Linked DNA regions of Pan troglodytes: region 2 is linked to region 1. The links are chromatin contacts, called in public HiChIP or PLAC-seq maps. All regions are on one chromosome and are shown on one strand. The core of a region is the stretch at or near the end of the contact, and the rest is flanking DNA. Distances in the headings are between cores, read along the strand shown.

What was found. HiChIP or PLAC-seq counts read pairs in DNA pulled down with a chosen protein or histone mark.
Region 2: a contact with region 1 is called in an H3K4me3 HiChIP or PLAC-seq map of stem cell-derived excitatory neurons, with 4 times the contacts expected there. The contact joins the promoter of ANP32A here to the promoter of CORO2B in region 1. A contact is called at or near these places in 1 of 7 Hi-C or Micro-C datasets (stem cell-derived neural progenitor cells) and 1 of 1 datasets of contacts at active chromatin or transcription factors (stem cell-derived excitatory neurons).

The regions. Positions count from the first base shown.
Region 1 is chr16:60,576,119-60,583,528 of NHGRI_mPanTro3-v2.0_pri, forward strand. CORO2B (coronin 2B) reads left to right here and starts at 3,552. Exons shown (of 12, transcript XM_009429434.5): 1 at 3,552-3,837. The coding sequence starts at 3,823.
Region 2 is chr16:60,817,210-60,824,619 of NHGRI_mPanTro3-v2.0_pri, forward strand. ANP32A (acidic nuclear phosphoprotein 32 family member A) reads right to left here and starts at 4,710. Exons shown (of 7, transcript XM_003954520.6): 1 at 4,371-4,710. The coding sequence starts at 4,424. It overlaps LOC134808456 (a long non-coding RNA gene), which reads left to right and starts at 4,837. Exons shown (of 2, transcript XR_010151401.1): 1 at 4,837-4,924; 2 at 5,363-7,022.

The sequences.
Region 1 (7,410 bases), core at 2,302-4,801:
GGTGCCCACCACCGCGTCTGGCTAATTTTGGTATGTTTAGTAGAGATGGGGGTTTCACCATCTTGGCCAGGCTGGTCTCGAACTCCTGACCTTGTGATCTGCCCCCCTCGGCCTCCCAAAGTGCTGGGATTACAGGTGTGAGCCAATGCGCCCAGTGAGAATACACCTTTATACTGGTGTATTCACCTTTGCTCCTTCTCAACCGCACTACTCCCCACCTCCACTGCCCCAATCTTCCACTCCTGTGATCACCTTCCAATTAAATCACCTGCATCCAACACCTCTCTCAGGCTTTGCTTTGGAGGAAACCCAAACTAAGATGGGCTATGTTACTGGAGACCCAGGATGAGTAGTGTTGTGGTGTTAACGATCGCACATATAAAATGCATGTATTGGCTGGGTGTGGTGGCTCACACCTGTAATCCCAACACTTTGGGAGGCCAAGGCGGGCAGGTCACAAGGTCAGGAGTTCGAGACCAGCCTGGCCAACATAGTGAAACCCCATCTCTACTAAAAATACAAAAATTAGTCGGGTGGGGTGGCGGGCACCTGTAGTCCCAGCTACTCAGGAGGTGGAGGTGGGAGAATCGCTTGAACCCGAGAGGCAGAAGTTGCAGTGAGCCAAGACCACGCCATTGCACTTCAGCCTGGGTGACAGAGTGAGACTACGTCGCAAAAAAAAAAAAAAAAAAAGAAAGAAAGAAAGAAAGAAAGAAAGAAAGAAAGAAAGAAAGAAAGAAAATGCATGTATTTCTCAGTATCTCCTACATGCAGTGGCCGTGACTGGGCACAAGGGGATGTGGCATTGTCTGAGTTTGCCCTTGCTCTTCTAGACCTCCCTTCTGCCTGGGGAGATGTGACAGAAGAGGTGAGCCAGCAGCACAGGAGGGATCAGAAACATTTTCCTTCTGCCTTTGGAGAACATCACATGGGTTGGGGGCAGCAGATTGATGTTCCTAATTATATTTGGCTCAAGCTGCTATTAAGTACTTGTCTCATTCTCAGAGCCCACAACAACGGCGGATGGCGGGAAAGGTGCCAAGAGGCATGCTGGGAGCTCAGGATGACAATCTGGGATTTGAAATCTCTGTAAGATATAAAAGTGGACAGACAAGTCACAGCCATGGGTGCAGGGTGACTGGTGTCCTTGAGTTGCCCTTTAAAGGTTTCCGATGGGGTCCTAGGGCTGGAAGGGCCCTGGAAAGGTCTTGAGCTCCATCCTTCTGGCTAGAGGCTGACCTGCCCAAGACAGCTGAGACAGGGAATCTGACTCTTCCAATGCTGGACAGCTCGCTGGTGGGAAATGCTTTCATGGGCCTAATTTAAATTTCCTCTGCTGCAGGTTAAAGGTATATTTTGCTTGATTTGTTCTTGGTGGCATTAAATATTTGCTAAGCTCCTACTATGTGCCCAGGGGTACACAGTGAGAGAAGGCATGCCTCTGTGCTCAGAGGCTCATGAAAATGAGACCAGACACTCAGAACTAAATGCAACAGGGAGAGCCATTGGGCTGGAGTTGTCAGGAGAGGTGGCAAGGAGGTGGTGCCGTGAGAGGTGGGATGCGTTTGAGTTAGTGCAGAAGAATAAGAGAGCATTCCTGGCAGGCAAGCAACGTGGGAAGATGCCTTAGGAAGGGTTTGGCACAGAGGAGACGCCTGAGGTCTGCAGCACATCTGCTACCCAAGAGATTTAGTAAGTCCCTGGAACTCCCCTGGGGAACGAATAGCTGCCTAGCTATGTCCTAAGACACCTGTGAAACTCAAATAAGGCAGCAAGTAGGAATGGACCCTGGAGTTCACGGATTCAAAGCACAATGCTGAGCTTGATTTAAGAAGACTTTCATTCAAGTCCTCGCTCTGTCACTGTGTGCTCTTGGGCAATTCCCTTCCCTTCTCTAAATCTGTTTACTCATCAGCAAAATGGGGACGGTAATTCTTTCCTCACACTGTTGCATTTAGGGCTCCCAAGAAAATGTGGTTAAAAATGGCAGGGCCGGGGGAGGTTGCTCATGCCTGTAATCCCAGCACTTTGGGAGGCCGAGACGGATGGATCACGAGGTCAGGAGTTCGAGACCAGCCTGGCCAATACGGTGAAACCCCGTCTCTAATAAACATAAAAAATTAGCCAGGCGTGGTAGCGCGTTCCTGTAGTCCCAGATCCTCGGGGGGCTGAGGCAGAAGAATCGCTTGAATCCAGGAGGCGGAGGTTGCAGTGAGCTGAGATCGCGCCACTGCACTCCAGCCTGGGCGACAGAGTGAGACTACTCCGGTCTCAAAAAAAAAAAAAAAAAAAAAAAAAAAAAAAAATTGCACAATGACCCACAAAGCACTTCCTGGAGGCTGGTTACTCTATTATTATTGCTCCAATCTAGACACTGGTCTCCTGGAAGGCAGGCATCCCATCTCCTCTCTGTTCCCCCAGCACTTTCACAGAGCAGGTGCTCATATATGACGTTGCCTTCGCTGTCCTGGTGAATTGCACCGGTAATTACGGTGGAGCAGGAAGCCAGCACTTCCGGGCTTGCCAGGCTGTCCTGCTTGGAGAACCCCTCTGCTTCCACCTCTGCTAACCCCTCCCCTCCACCCTCTCCGCGGTTCTGTATCTGCGGAAACCGGTTCTGCTCAGGTGCTTGGGAGGCAGACTCCTTTCTCAAGACTTGTGAGGTCACCTTCAGGTGACTGTCCCTCAAATCTCCGCAGCAGCTCCAGGACACACTGTGCCCCGAGTCAGGATTGGATCAGCGCACAGGACGCACCTGTGTTATCACTCCACGAGTAGAGCGGCACTCAGTGGTAGTGTAGACAGTCCTAGGGCAGGACAGCTTCTATAACAAGAGGTTCCTTAGGGAGCTAGCGGCCGAGTGGAAAGAGCGGGAGGAACGGCTCGGGCAGGCAGGTCCTGTGCTGTGGTCTAAGTCACTTCCCACGTCCGTCCCACTCTGATCGTCAGTTTCCTCCTCTGCAAAACTCACTAAGGTGGCCTTCGGGCAAGTCATCGCGGCGGGAATTAGATTCGAAAGAGTGCTTACACAAATCCGTCTGGCCACCCTGTGCCCCGGGCCAGCGCGAGGTGGGGGTGCGGGCAGGGCTCCCGGGCTTGCGGCTGCCACGCCCCTCCCAGCCCGCCGCGCCACACTCACGGCCCACGGGCCGACTTTGCGAGCCTCCAGGGGGCGAACCCGACCGCCTTCTTTGCCCGCGCAGCGCCTCGGCCGTCCAGCCTGTGACTTCACCAGCGTCCCCGGGCCAGCGGGGCACCCGAGAGCCCGGGGCGCCGCCCGTTCTCCCAGCAGGCAGGTGCCGGGAGCCAGCCTCGCCCAGCCGCGTGGCGTCCGCAGGCCCGAAGGGGTTAAGGCCGCGGACCCGGGCGCCCGTCCCGACTCCGGGAGCAGCGGTGCCCGGCGGCCGGCGATCGAGCGGGAGGCTCGGGGCACGGCCGCTGGCGGGCTGCGCTTCCTCCTCCTCCTCCCTCCGCCTCCTCCTTTGTAGCGAGTTCCCGGCCCCTCTTCCTCCCCCCGCCCCCCAGCCCGGGCCCTCTCCCTCTCTCCCTTTCTTCCTGCCTCGCCTTCCTGCGGCGAAGGAGGCTCATCTATTATAAATGCACATTCGGGGCTGACATCAGCGACGAGCGGCGGGCGAGCGCCGACGAGCGGTCCCTGCGCGCTGCCCGCCCGGAGCGCAGCCCCCAGGCTCGGCCGAGCCGCCGGCGGGGCGCGGGGAGCGAGCCGGGAGCTGCCGGACCCCCTTCCCGCCGCCGCCCCGGGCCGCCGCCGCCGCCCCCGCACGCCGCGCCCGCGCCCCCGCTCCGCCGCGGAGTTTCTGCATGACTGTCACAAAGGTAAGCGCCGCTCGCCCGCCGCGCCCGGGACCCGCGGGCGCCTGCAGCCCCCGGGCTAGGCTGCGGGGGGCGCGGGGGTGTGGGTGTGGGGAGGGGGCGCCGGTGCCGGGAAGGTGCGGCGCGCGCCTCTCTTGCTGCCGGATCCGCTCGAGTCACTCCGGCCCCCAAGGACTGCGGAGGCCAGGGGGAGGATGCCGCTCTGGCAGCCCCGGCGGTTTGGCCAACATCCCTCCGCGCCCGGCCCAACCCCGGGACTGCATTTTTAACCCTTGTTTGGGATGCTGCATTTTTAACCCCTGGAGAGCTGGGCTGGGCGGCTAGCGGTGTCCCTCCAGGGAGTGCGCGGCGGGAAGCGTCGCTGGCAGGGGCTGGTGCTGAGCAGTGGGTGTGGGGATGGGCCTGCCTCCCCGAGGAGGCCAGCGGGGGGAAACCCCACCCCACCTGCCAGCCTCTGCCGCCCATGCCGGGAGCGCTGGCTCCACTCCAAAGCCACTCTGTGCAGAAGGCGCTGCCCAGTCCCGGGAGCCGCTACCAGAGACAGGGCAGGTCCAGGTGGTTGGCTTGAAGATGTGGGGAGGGAATGTGACAGGGGAAGCAAAGGTGGGCATCTTGGCAGCCCCCATATTGGAGGATGATTGTTGGGCCTTGTCATAGGGGCCCACGTTTATTGGAGAGACTTCAGGGGCTTCCTAGTTGTAGGGAGGAAAGAGTTAAGAGGAAAGATGATGGGGCAGTGGAAAGTGCCAGGGTCAAGGGACCAGGGAGACCTGAGTTCAATCCCAGCTCTATCCCAAATCCCCTGGATGACCTTGGTCGGGGAGGGGTCCACTTTGGGCCTCAGTTTCTTCTTGTGTGCTGTGAGGGAGATAATATGGGTCCTGGGTCGTGACAGGCTGTTAAAGAACCAATAAAATCAAGGGTGTGAACCCACACTCTTCAGAGAGATCTGTCTGGGTACTGAGCTCACAGTCTGGCGGTGGCCTCGGGCTTGGCCGTCCATTCAAGGGCCAGACTCCACCCTTTCCAGCTGCCCAGCTGGGTCCCAGAATTGGGGAGCTGGAGGCCAAAGTGGGACCGGCAGCCCGCTTGTGGTCAGAGCAGTGGGGCCAGATGGAGGGTTGGGGTGCAAGTGATGGAGGTGGGGTGGTTTTGGCTCCTTCTGGTAAGCCAGGGCCTACCCTTGCCCTCCTGAGGTCTGCCCCAAGACTGAATGTTTGTGCGGATTCTTGGGCCCAACTCCAAACTTTGCCATTGGCCTTGGTTCTGGGACTTGGGAGCATTGTGAGAAGATGAACTTGAGGGTGCAGGGGCTTCCTCAGCTCTGGCTACTTCTGGCAGGGCTGTTGTGACCCACCTGGGGTAAGATGCTTAGGGTTTTGAAATGATGCAAATGCTATTCAGCTGGGAGGGATATTAAGGTTATTAATGTCAAAGATGCAAGCAGCCTGGGACAGAGGAGTAATGGATGGGCCCGGCTAGAGAGAGAAAGGGTGTGAGGTTTTAATAATAGCGCTGAGGATTAACTCAGCGCCTCCCCTGTGTCTCTTTTTGTGCACGAGCTCATGCAGCCTTCCTTCCCTGGAGGCCTGCAAGGAAGGTGTGTTCAGTTCTCTTTAACAGTGGAAGGAACTGAGGCTCAGAGAGGTGAAATGACTTGCCTGAGGTCACACAGCATGTATGTGGCAGAGCTGGGGTTTGCCCTCAAGTCTGTCTCAATCTATGGCCAGTGATCTTTGCACTGCTCTGCATCGTTGGGCATCCTGGCTACTGGGGGACTTCCATGGTAGAGGAGCACTGCTTGGAGACCTGAACCTTGAAGCAGGGATGGGACAGGGAGTCCATGAAAGTGGGTGCTTACCTGTTAAGCCCACTGGCAGGCCTAGCTTCTTGGTATCCAGTAACTATTCAACACTCCTCCACCCCCATACCCAGCCCCCAACAAACCCTCCATGTCGCTCACCTCCTGCTCTAACCAATGTGGCTTTGGCTTAAGCAAGCTCAGAGGATTAAATAAAATCCCCACCTTAACCCTATCTTCTCTCCCCTTGCTGGCCCTTCACAGACCAGCGTGTTCTTGTGGGGAACAGAGAGCAAGAGGGATGCAGGAAAGGCCCTGGGGACTGCCTTGCTGTCTACAAGCCCGCTGGTAGTAGCTCTTCCAGTACCATAGGGAAAGCCACCGTGCTCTGGAAGTCTGAAGGCCTGGCCCCTAGTCCTAAATTAGCCACCAACAGGCTGTGTGACCTTGGACCAGTCACTTCCATCCTTGGGCCTCTGTTTTTCTATTTGTCAAATGTAAGACTTGGTTCCAATGATCTCTAGGGCCTCTTCTGCTGAGCCTTGGTGCAGCTTCAGTTCTGGCAAGAAAGTCACCTCTGATGGAGATTGGGAGACTCTTTGTTCTCTGAGGGGTGGTCTGTTTACAAGACAGATATGAAGGAGAACCCTAAAGAGGGTGTGAGAGGTAGGATCGCTGCTGACACACTGGGAGCAGTAGGTAGGGGAGGAAATGGGTTCGAGAGTGAGCTCCCAGGGCAGTGTCTAGGGCTCTAGCCTTCTCTGCTGCTGCTTCTCCAGGCAGAGGGTCATGGCTGGGTCCCAACTTCCTGCCCCTTGGACGAATGCCTTAGTCCTTGTATCAGGTCCCCTCAGGGCAGAGTCCTCTGGGCCAGGGTTAGGTATGGACTGCAGGAGCTCTGAGCTCAGAGAGGCCTGGCAAGTGGAGAAGAGGAAAGCAGATGGCAAGTTGCTAGATCCTCAGTAGCACTTCTGTAGAGGAGGTGAGCCTGTTTTCCGTTTTCTGCCTCTCTTTCATACATCCCCTTGCCCCCTTAACCATGAGGCACAGCTGCTAAAGCTGCAGGCAAACCCTGTGGTTTCTGAAGGACTCCTGCCCTAACTAGCCTTAGGAACACAGAGCCCCAGAGAACTTCTAGCCCCGTGGCATTTCTCCTGGCTATGTTTTAAACTTTATTTGATTGTATGTAATTTAGTAAGTTACCTTAATTTCTTTATAGGATGAGAAAGAGAAGAAAGCCAGAAAAAGGGAAGAAAGAGTGGAGGGAAGGAAGGCTCTGATGCAGGGCCCTGAGCATGCACAGGAGGTCAAGGTGCTGCCTCCTCTCAGTCCAACGTGCTTCCTAGGGCAGCTCGGGGCGAGGGAGCCAAGGCTGCTTTCCCTGAGACAAGTAGCTCCAGCTGATTTTATTCTTCAGGTTCTTCTGACTGCTTTGTATAATTTTCTTGTTCTGTTCCATCTCAGTCATATACCAGACTAGCAGTGCTTCTCCAGTTCTAAATATCTGTTTCTACATTGCTATCAACTGGAAAAGCAGAGGACAAGGTACATTAATAGAGTCGTGTGTAAAGTACAAGTTAATGGGCTATAAGAAAACCTGTGAGCTGAAGTCTAGGCCCTTGCAACCCGCTTTGTACTGCTCAGAGGCCCTTTGGGGTGATTTCCTGGCTGCTGGCTGTGATGTGACCCAGAGGTGGGTCTTCCAGGTAAGGGAGGAGGTGGCTTATAGTGACCAGGCTCCCCTATTTTGAGGTGTGCTGTGTTAAGTTAGACGC
Region 2 (7,410 bases), core at 3,460-5,959, 240 kb after region 1:
TGAGTTTGAATCCTGGTTCTGCCACTCACTGGTCACATGATAACCCCTGTATGCCTCAATTTCCATATGCACAATGACGATGATAATAATAATACCTACCTCATAGTGCTGTTGTGGGGACTAAATTAGTTGATACATGTAATCCACTTAAGAAATGTGCCAGACACAGCGTGGTTGCTATGTAAGCATTAGCTAATATTGTTATTATCCTAAACCATGGAGGAGCTCAAAGTAATGCCTGGAAGCACCCTGATATGTCTCCGAGACTAACACTGTCATATAGACGGCATATACTGAGGGCCATATCAAACCAGTTTTGTCATCATTTACTGATTAAACAGGATTATTCCGTTTTACAGGTGAAGAAACAAAGCTTCAAAAAGGTAGGTTAAGCTCACCAGCCCAAGGTCACAAGGGCAGGTAAACGTATCCTACCTCCTTGTGGCAGGAGGAATTCAAACCCAGGTCTGTGTAATTCCTAAGCCCATCTTCATCATGGAGCCCCTCAGACTCGAAACTACTATCAGCAGCAGAACTCAACTATGACCATAGGGGAACTCAGGCTCAATTTTCTGCCTGCGAGTTCCTGGTTGGCTTGCATAAACTGTAGTTAATATCATGCTACTTGAACCCAATTAGGCAGTAAGTCAGCCTGGAAAACATCATGCGATGTATTCCAAAGGTCAAAGTAAAAGCTGGCTTCCAAGGCAGCCTCTGCTGGACACTGCCATGAAAGTTTGTTTCTGCACAGATACCAGAGTTCAGCTCGTGAGGTGCTTAACCAGCACCTATATCGGCTTTTTAAAATTCTCAGAGATGCCAGCATCGGAGGACCCGACGCGACGAATTGCCTGGCTCCTAAGTCAACATCCAGAGAAAGGAGGTTTACTTTTTTCAAAAGCAAACCTTCATCCCTCTCTTTCGCTTTAGGATCTCATTACTATTGTAGCTGCCTTCTCCCAGGCAAAAATAAAAGGGGGAAGGAGCAGGTTTAGACCGAGGAGGAGGGTTCCCCTAGCCTGCAGGGCGCTGCAACATCCACCTGAAACACGGAGCTCGACCTACCTTCCCGGAGAGCCCAGCCCGGGAGGGCGTTTCCCCAACGGATCGACAACTCTTCCCTCCCGGGGAACAGGCTGCTGTCCTTGGCTTCAGTCAGGGCCACTAGAGTCGCGTGCGCGACACCCCTCACCCCCGCCAAAAGAACCTCATGTTTAATGTTCCCCTTACTCTATCACTTCCGCCGAAAGAGCAAACATCAGAGCGATCGGTTAGTCCTTAAGGCCACATTTAACTACGTCTGAGCGCCTGCAGGAGGAACGGCGAAACCCCGGAGAGGAGGGCGGGGGAGGCAGGGAGCGCGTGGGGGGGCATTTGCACAGAGGATCGTCGTCCTCCCGGCGCCGCGGCCGCCGTGACGCTCCAGCACAGCCTCAGGCCGTTGGCGCGGGGCGGAAACCCCCATCGGGGCTCACAGCACAACTGGGGGTCCCCAAAGCCAGCTCCCCCTGCCTCCTCCGCGCGGGAGGCCGTCGGGGTGATGGCGCAAGACTCCGCTCCCCCCGCCCCCCACAGCGACAACAGCCACGGTGACAAAATGGCAGCCCGGCGCCCGGCAGTCGTGCCACAGGCGCGCAGGGCCCTGGCGGCGGCTCCTGCCCCCCAGTAACGCCTCGGCGCCCTTCGGGCTCAGCCCCGGGTGGGCCTAGCCGTTAAAAAAAATAAATAAATAAAAATAAATAAATAAAACACCTGGAACTCAAAACCAGCCTAGAAAGCCACAAGGCCGGCCCCGCGCGTACTGCACCCCCGCCGCCCGCCTGCCAGCGCCCCGCGCCACATGGAGCCCGGAACCCGCATTCCGAGCCCCGCGCCCCGCGCCGGGGAGGAGGGGCGGGGCGTGCGGCGCGAGCCCCGGGAAACATGGCTGCTCGTCCTATTTCGGCGTCGCGGCATGGCCACCAGCTCCCGGAGCCCAGTTGGGAGAGGTGCCGAAGGTGGGTGTGTGGGGGGCCCAGGGGCAGCGCGGCGGGGAGGGGCGCAGGGGGCGCGCTCCGGGAGCCATTTGTCTTAAGAACGTTTAAAAAAATACAGTTCCTCCTCCCCCAACCCTTTTGTCCCTCTTTCGCTAGCTTTCTCCCCCTCCCCCGCAAATGTGCAGAAAGTGCCCCCTCCTCCGCCACCCGCGCCCCACCCCGCCTCCAGGCAGGGGGCAGGCGTGTGGGCCGCGAGGCTGGGAGGCGAGGGGGCGAAGCGTGAGAAATCGCTCCCAGTACGGCGCGGTGCGCTCCCCTCCCCAACACACACACTCGGGGAAGTTTAAAGAGCCGGTTCGACCCGCTTTCCTGCTTGCTCCCGGGGGGCCGGCAGCGTCGGTCGGGTTCGCCAGGCCAGCCGCGCCCCCGCACCCACCCGCGGCGACCCCGGCCCCGCGCTTGGCGCCCTTCCCCCTCCGCGCAGGGGGCTTCCGGAAAGTACGCGGGAAGACCGCGGCCCCGGCCCCCTCCCCCATCACCACACCCAGCCCCCAAACGCTAGGCGCCGGGTCCCGGCCGGGACGAAAGCGGCCGGAGAGAGGCAAACCGCCCGCAAATAGTGCGCGGAAACTCCGGCCTCCACCGGCGGCGCCCCCTCCTCTCCCGCGGCCGCCCCCTCCCCGCCCTGCGCGCCATAAGGCACTCGCACGTCTCCAGTCCACAGCTGCGTTAAGGCGGGGAGGGGGTAGACAAAAAGGATCTTGTTTTCAAAAGTCTCACTCAGGTTTGGGGGAGGAACTAGGGAAAAGAGGAAGCGAGGCCTGCCTTCGCCGGGATTCGGGTTTAACGGGCTAGAGGGGCGACAGGCCAGCGCACGGTGCTGCCCAAACTCCCAACTCATGGAGCTCGGGCCACCGAGACTGGGGGTGTCCTCCCGCCAGCGCGTCCCCGGTCCCCCCAAGGGGCCAAGAGGGGAGCTGGCCGGAGTCTCCGCCCCAGAGCCGCCAACTCGCCGAAAACACTCAGGTTTGAAAGCGAGAGGGAGGCAGAAATAAAAACCAGCGTTCGAGTCACCCACCCTCACCTTCCCCCTCCTCAGGGGTAAGCTTTCGCTCGAGCCTCGCGATTCCCACCCGTGTAAGTTTCCTCCGGCCGTGCTCCCGCCGCTGCCCAATCAATAACGGCGGCTAGCGGGCAAACTCCCATCCTAGAGCTGCGTGTTTGCCATGCCCGCATAAACGTGGACCCAGCCAGTACCCACCACGGGCGCCAGCTCCGGGCAGCTCGCGTCCTGACAAAGTTTCCCGTGCCCATTTATTAAGCAGGCGCCGAATGGCTGCCGACGAGCCCAGCACTGAGAAAGACGGGCCGGGGGTTCGAGCTGGGGGGCACCAGGGCCCAAAGGCTGGCATCTTGGGGAAGCCGGAAGGAGCTGGGGCGAGGGGGCACCGGGACGTAGCCTTTGGGCAACTTGCACCAGCGATCGCTGGAGGCAGGGAGACGCGGGGATTATCTGTGCCTTAGCACGTTTGAAAATCCCTCCCCCTCCTTCTAATTTATCCTCCCTTCGGAAGGAAAGGAAGAAACATCAGCATCTGGCCCGAAGGTGGGGTGGAAAGAGTGAGGGAGAAAGAGGAGGAGAGGAAGGGAGGCAGAGAAAGGGAGGGAGGGAGAGAAAGGGCGCGTTCACGAACACTACAAAGTTACAAATATGGCTCCCCCGTCTCTCGCCTCATCACTGCAAAGAAATGAAGACGCACTTTAAACTCCAGCCATTCCCAACTCCGCTGCAGCCCCCTCCCCACGCGCTCTCCCCGGGGGCCTCGGCCCACATTTATCAGAAACTAAACCGGACTCGCGAAGCCCCAAACTTATTGTGTGTGCGAGCGAGCGAGAGAAAGGGAGGGGGGAGGCGCGGGAGGGGGGCGGAAGGGGGGATACATTTATAAAATGTAAAACCCCCTTTTTTTGTTGTTAAATCCAGGAGGCAGCCCCTCTCCTCCTCCTCCCTCGTTAATCTTCCCCCCAGACGGAGTCACGGGAGCAGCGATCTCCGAGGGTGATTTCGCCTTATTCTCTCCGACCCAAACGCGTGCGCCCGCCGGCCCCCGATGGGTGCACACTCGCACGCACACTCTCGCACCCACACTCGCACACGCGGGAGCACACGCACAGGTAGTCACACACCAAGGGCAGCGGCGGCGGCGGCCGGAACATGCTCGGATGGCATTGCAACCCCCCAGCCTTGCCAATTCGCTTGCAGTCCGACCCCCAAACCCGCACCTCCCGGGCGCCCCCCCCCAAAAAAAGTGCCTCCCCCCAGCGCGCGCACACACACACACACACACAAAGTAGGAGAATGGACCGACAGAGATATTTTTGGCAAATGCTCACATCAGAGGGCGTCCTGTTCCGCAGCTCTAAATGAATCCGTCTGCCCATCTCCATCTCTCGCGCTCTCTCTCTGCAGAGGCTCCCGCGCCGGCGGAATTCAATCAATAAACCCCGAACCCACGGCCGCGCGTTTTAGGACTTTGAAGGCTCAACCAGCTCCGCTCGGTTCTCGAGCCCCCAGCACCCGCGGCGCACACTAACCTGATCGCCGTGGAGGCGGGATCTGCGGCCCCACGGACGAGCGGCAGCGGCCCGAGCCAATCGCCGCCGAGGGTCTCCGGGCAACAGCCAATGGCAGTGGCGGCGGGGGGGGGAAGGGACCAATGGGTGGGCTGCGCAGCCGGCCAGGGAGGCTCGGCCATTTGGTTGTGGTGCCGGAGACGGACCCCTTTAGATTTCGGGGCGGCTGAGGAGCGCGGCGGCTGCTCTGTGGCTGAGTGAGGGGGGTGGGCGGAATGGCGGGGGAAGGGAAGGTGACTGTGCCTCGAGGGCCGAGCCGCCCGGCCTTGCCAGCCAGCCGCCGCCTCAGCGTTCGGCCGGGGGCGGGGCCGCAGGTGCGTTCTGCGAGGGGGAGGGGCGCGGCCGGAGGGGTCGGGTCGGGGTCCCCGCCCGGCCGAGGGCTTCGCGGGGCGGCGCGACGGGGTTGCGGAAGGAGGCGGGCGGCTTGAGGTCCGGGGACCGCGGGCTGCCCAGCGGGAGGGCAGATGAAAGGCCTGGAAGGAGGAGAGGGGTCAGGGTGCAATGCCGGGAGGGGCTCGTCGGGTCCCGGGTCCGGCGGCTCGCGCTGGGGAGCGTGGCTGCCCCCGTCACCCCCGCCGCGGCTGCCCAGCCCGCGCGCCCCTTCCCCTCCGGCCTCGTCCCTGTCAGGCCGCCACCATCGCCACCCTCGTATGCATAAGTCAGTAAAAGCAAGATGCTTCCACTTTTGGATGACTTACCGCGCGGTCGCGACCCTTCCCACGAAGAGGCTTTTCACTTTGCTGTCATATTAGGTCAGCTTGGAAGAAGTGATCACCAAGAGACACCCAAGATCTTGTTTAGGCAACAAATGAATGAAGACCATGGATTAAGAACTGTTGCTGGATATGTAGAATATTAAAAGGTGGAAAAGGAAGGTGCTCATAACTCCTGGTTTTCTGGACCAAACATAATTTATGGGCTTTATAGACCTAGTGAAAGAGAACGGCGCACGGTTTATTCTAATCGTCCACCTGAGTCATTTGGTTCGGTTTGGGTTGCCAAGGAGGCTCTAACTGGAGCACTTTCTCCAGGTTTTTCGGCGTGTTTGCCTTGGGTATTTTTGAATCACATTAAGTTTTAAGAGACCTTAAAGCCCTGATGCCCACTGGGTTACCGACTTACGGCACTAAGTTGGCTGCCTGTGGCTGTTAATAAACCACGGGGATTGTTGTCAACAAGGACAGATACATCCTTACCGTTCCACACGACTGTATTTTAGTGTTTGTTTCTACATGTCTGCACTCTTCCCCACACACCTCAAGGTAGTTTTTCTGGATACATGTGTTTATTTTTCAGGAACAGGAGTTCAAAGGAGAGATAAGCCAGTATGTATGTTGCAAAGTTAAAATACTGTTGCATAATAGCAATACAGTTTCATTCTTAGGCATATGAAGTTGAGGAGGAAATAAAAAGTGACAATGTAAATAAAACACATACAGAATGCTTACACTGGGGAAGAAGCTGTAGTAACTTTAATATTGCAACCTGATGGATTGCAAGTGTAAAGCCCTGCAACTAAGGATTTTACTCAGTAAATTCTTTCAGATAAAATGATAAATGGAATTTGAAGTCTGATGTTTACTCTGAGTAGGTGGGAAATGCAACATAAAAGTTAGAAGTCATTGTTTTATTTTATCTGGGTATAAATAGTATAATTTATTTAACTTGTTGACTTGCCTGTCATCCTCAGATTTTGTTAATCTTATTGAAGCCTATTTGTATAGTTGGAATTTATTCTAAGTTTTATTGGCTTCTTTGTAATACATGAGGAACCCCAAATTTCCTATTTATGCCATTGAGACAGTTGTTATTTCTGGATATGGTGTTTAGGATTGTATTCAAACAGAACTCTTCTCAAAACAGGTCAATATGGTGTGTATGATCTGTGTAACATAGGAGTCCTGAAGTTTGTGTTCTCTTTGATGGTAAATGTTCATCTTCAATTTAAAAGTTTAACCACAGTTAAGACCACGCTGCTAGCAATGCAATATGAGACAGTGTCTTTCCAGAGGAGTAATCCCTTAAAAACCAACCAATCAATGCAGAGATATGCCCCATCCAGCTTTGCTAAATAGAAGCAAATAGCTCACTTTATTGTACAAAGACTCAAGAGGAAGACTTGGAAGCCCACCCCCTCCCCCATTAAAGAGAAAGTACAGGAACAAATTAGAATCGAAAAAGTCATGGCCTGATTACTAAATCAAAACGTTAAATGTGACAGTTGTTTTTAGAAGCATCTTACATTTATACATTTTGATGACTTTTGTATTAATGTTAGAAAATTGAAAGAAGGCTTCACTGGATGTCAGTCGTTACAGAAATTGAAATATCCAAAAGTATATGTATAACCAATTGAGTAATTTCCGCTTTCCTTACATACTTGAAATAAATTTTCTTTTGCTTTTACAAATACATCTATTTGTAAGAAAATTTTCATATGATTTTGTTTTATTATTAAAAAAGGAATATAGCAAAGCCAAAGCTGAGCTGTATTTGCCCCACACAACATGACCAAATATAAAAAAAACCACTGCTCTTACATACCTTATTTTACAAAGTTGTTTTTTAAATTACATTTTATTGTATATTATAGTAGTAAATAAGTGTTCTAAGTGGCACTGCATTTCAGAAAATATAGAAAGAAATCCCATATCAAGGAATCTTCGCTGAATTTTGAAACGGAGTTGGGAACAGGTAAGAGTTCCTATCTACTGAGTAATTCTACAACAGGAATTGTGTTTGAAAGATGTAGAGTCTCTAACCTCTGAAACTAGGTTTGAGTCACACTGAGAAGAATAAA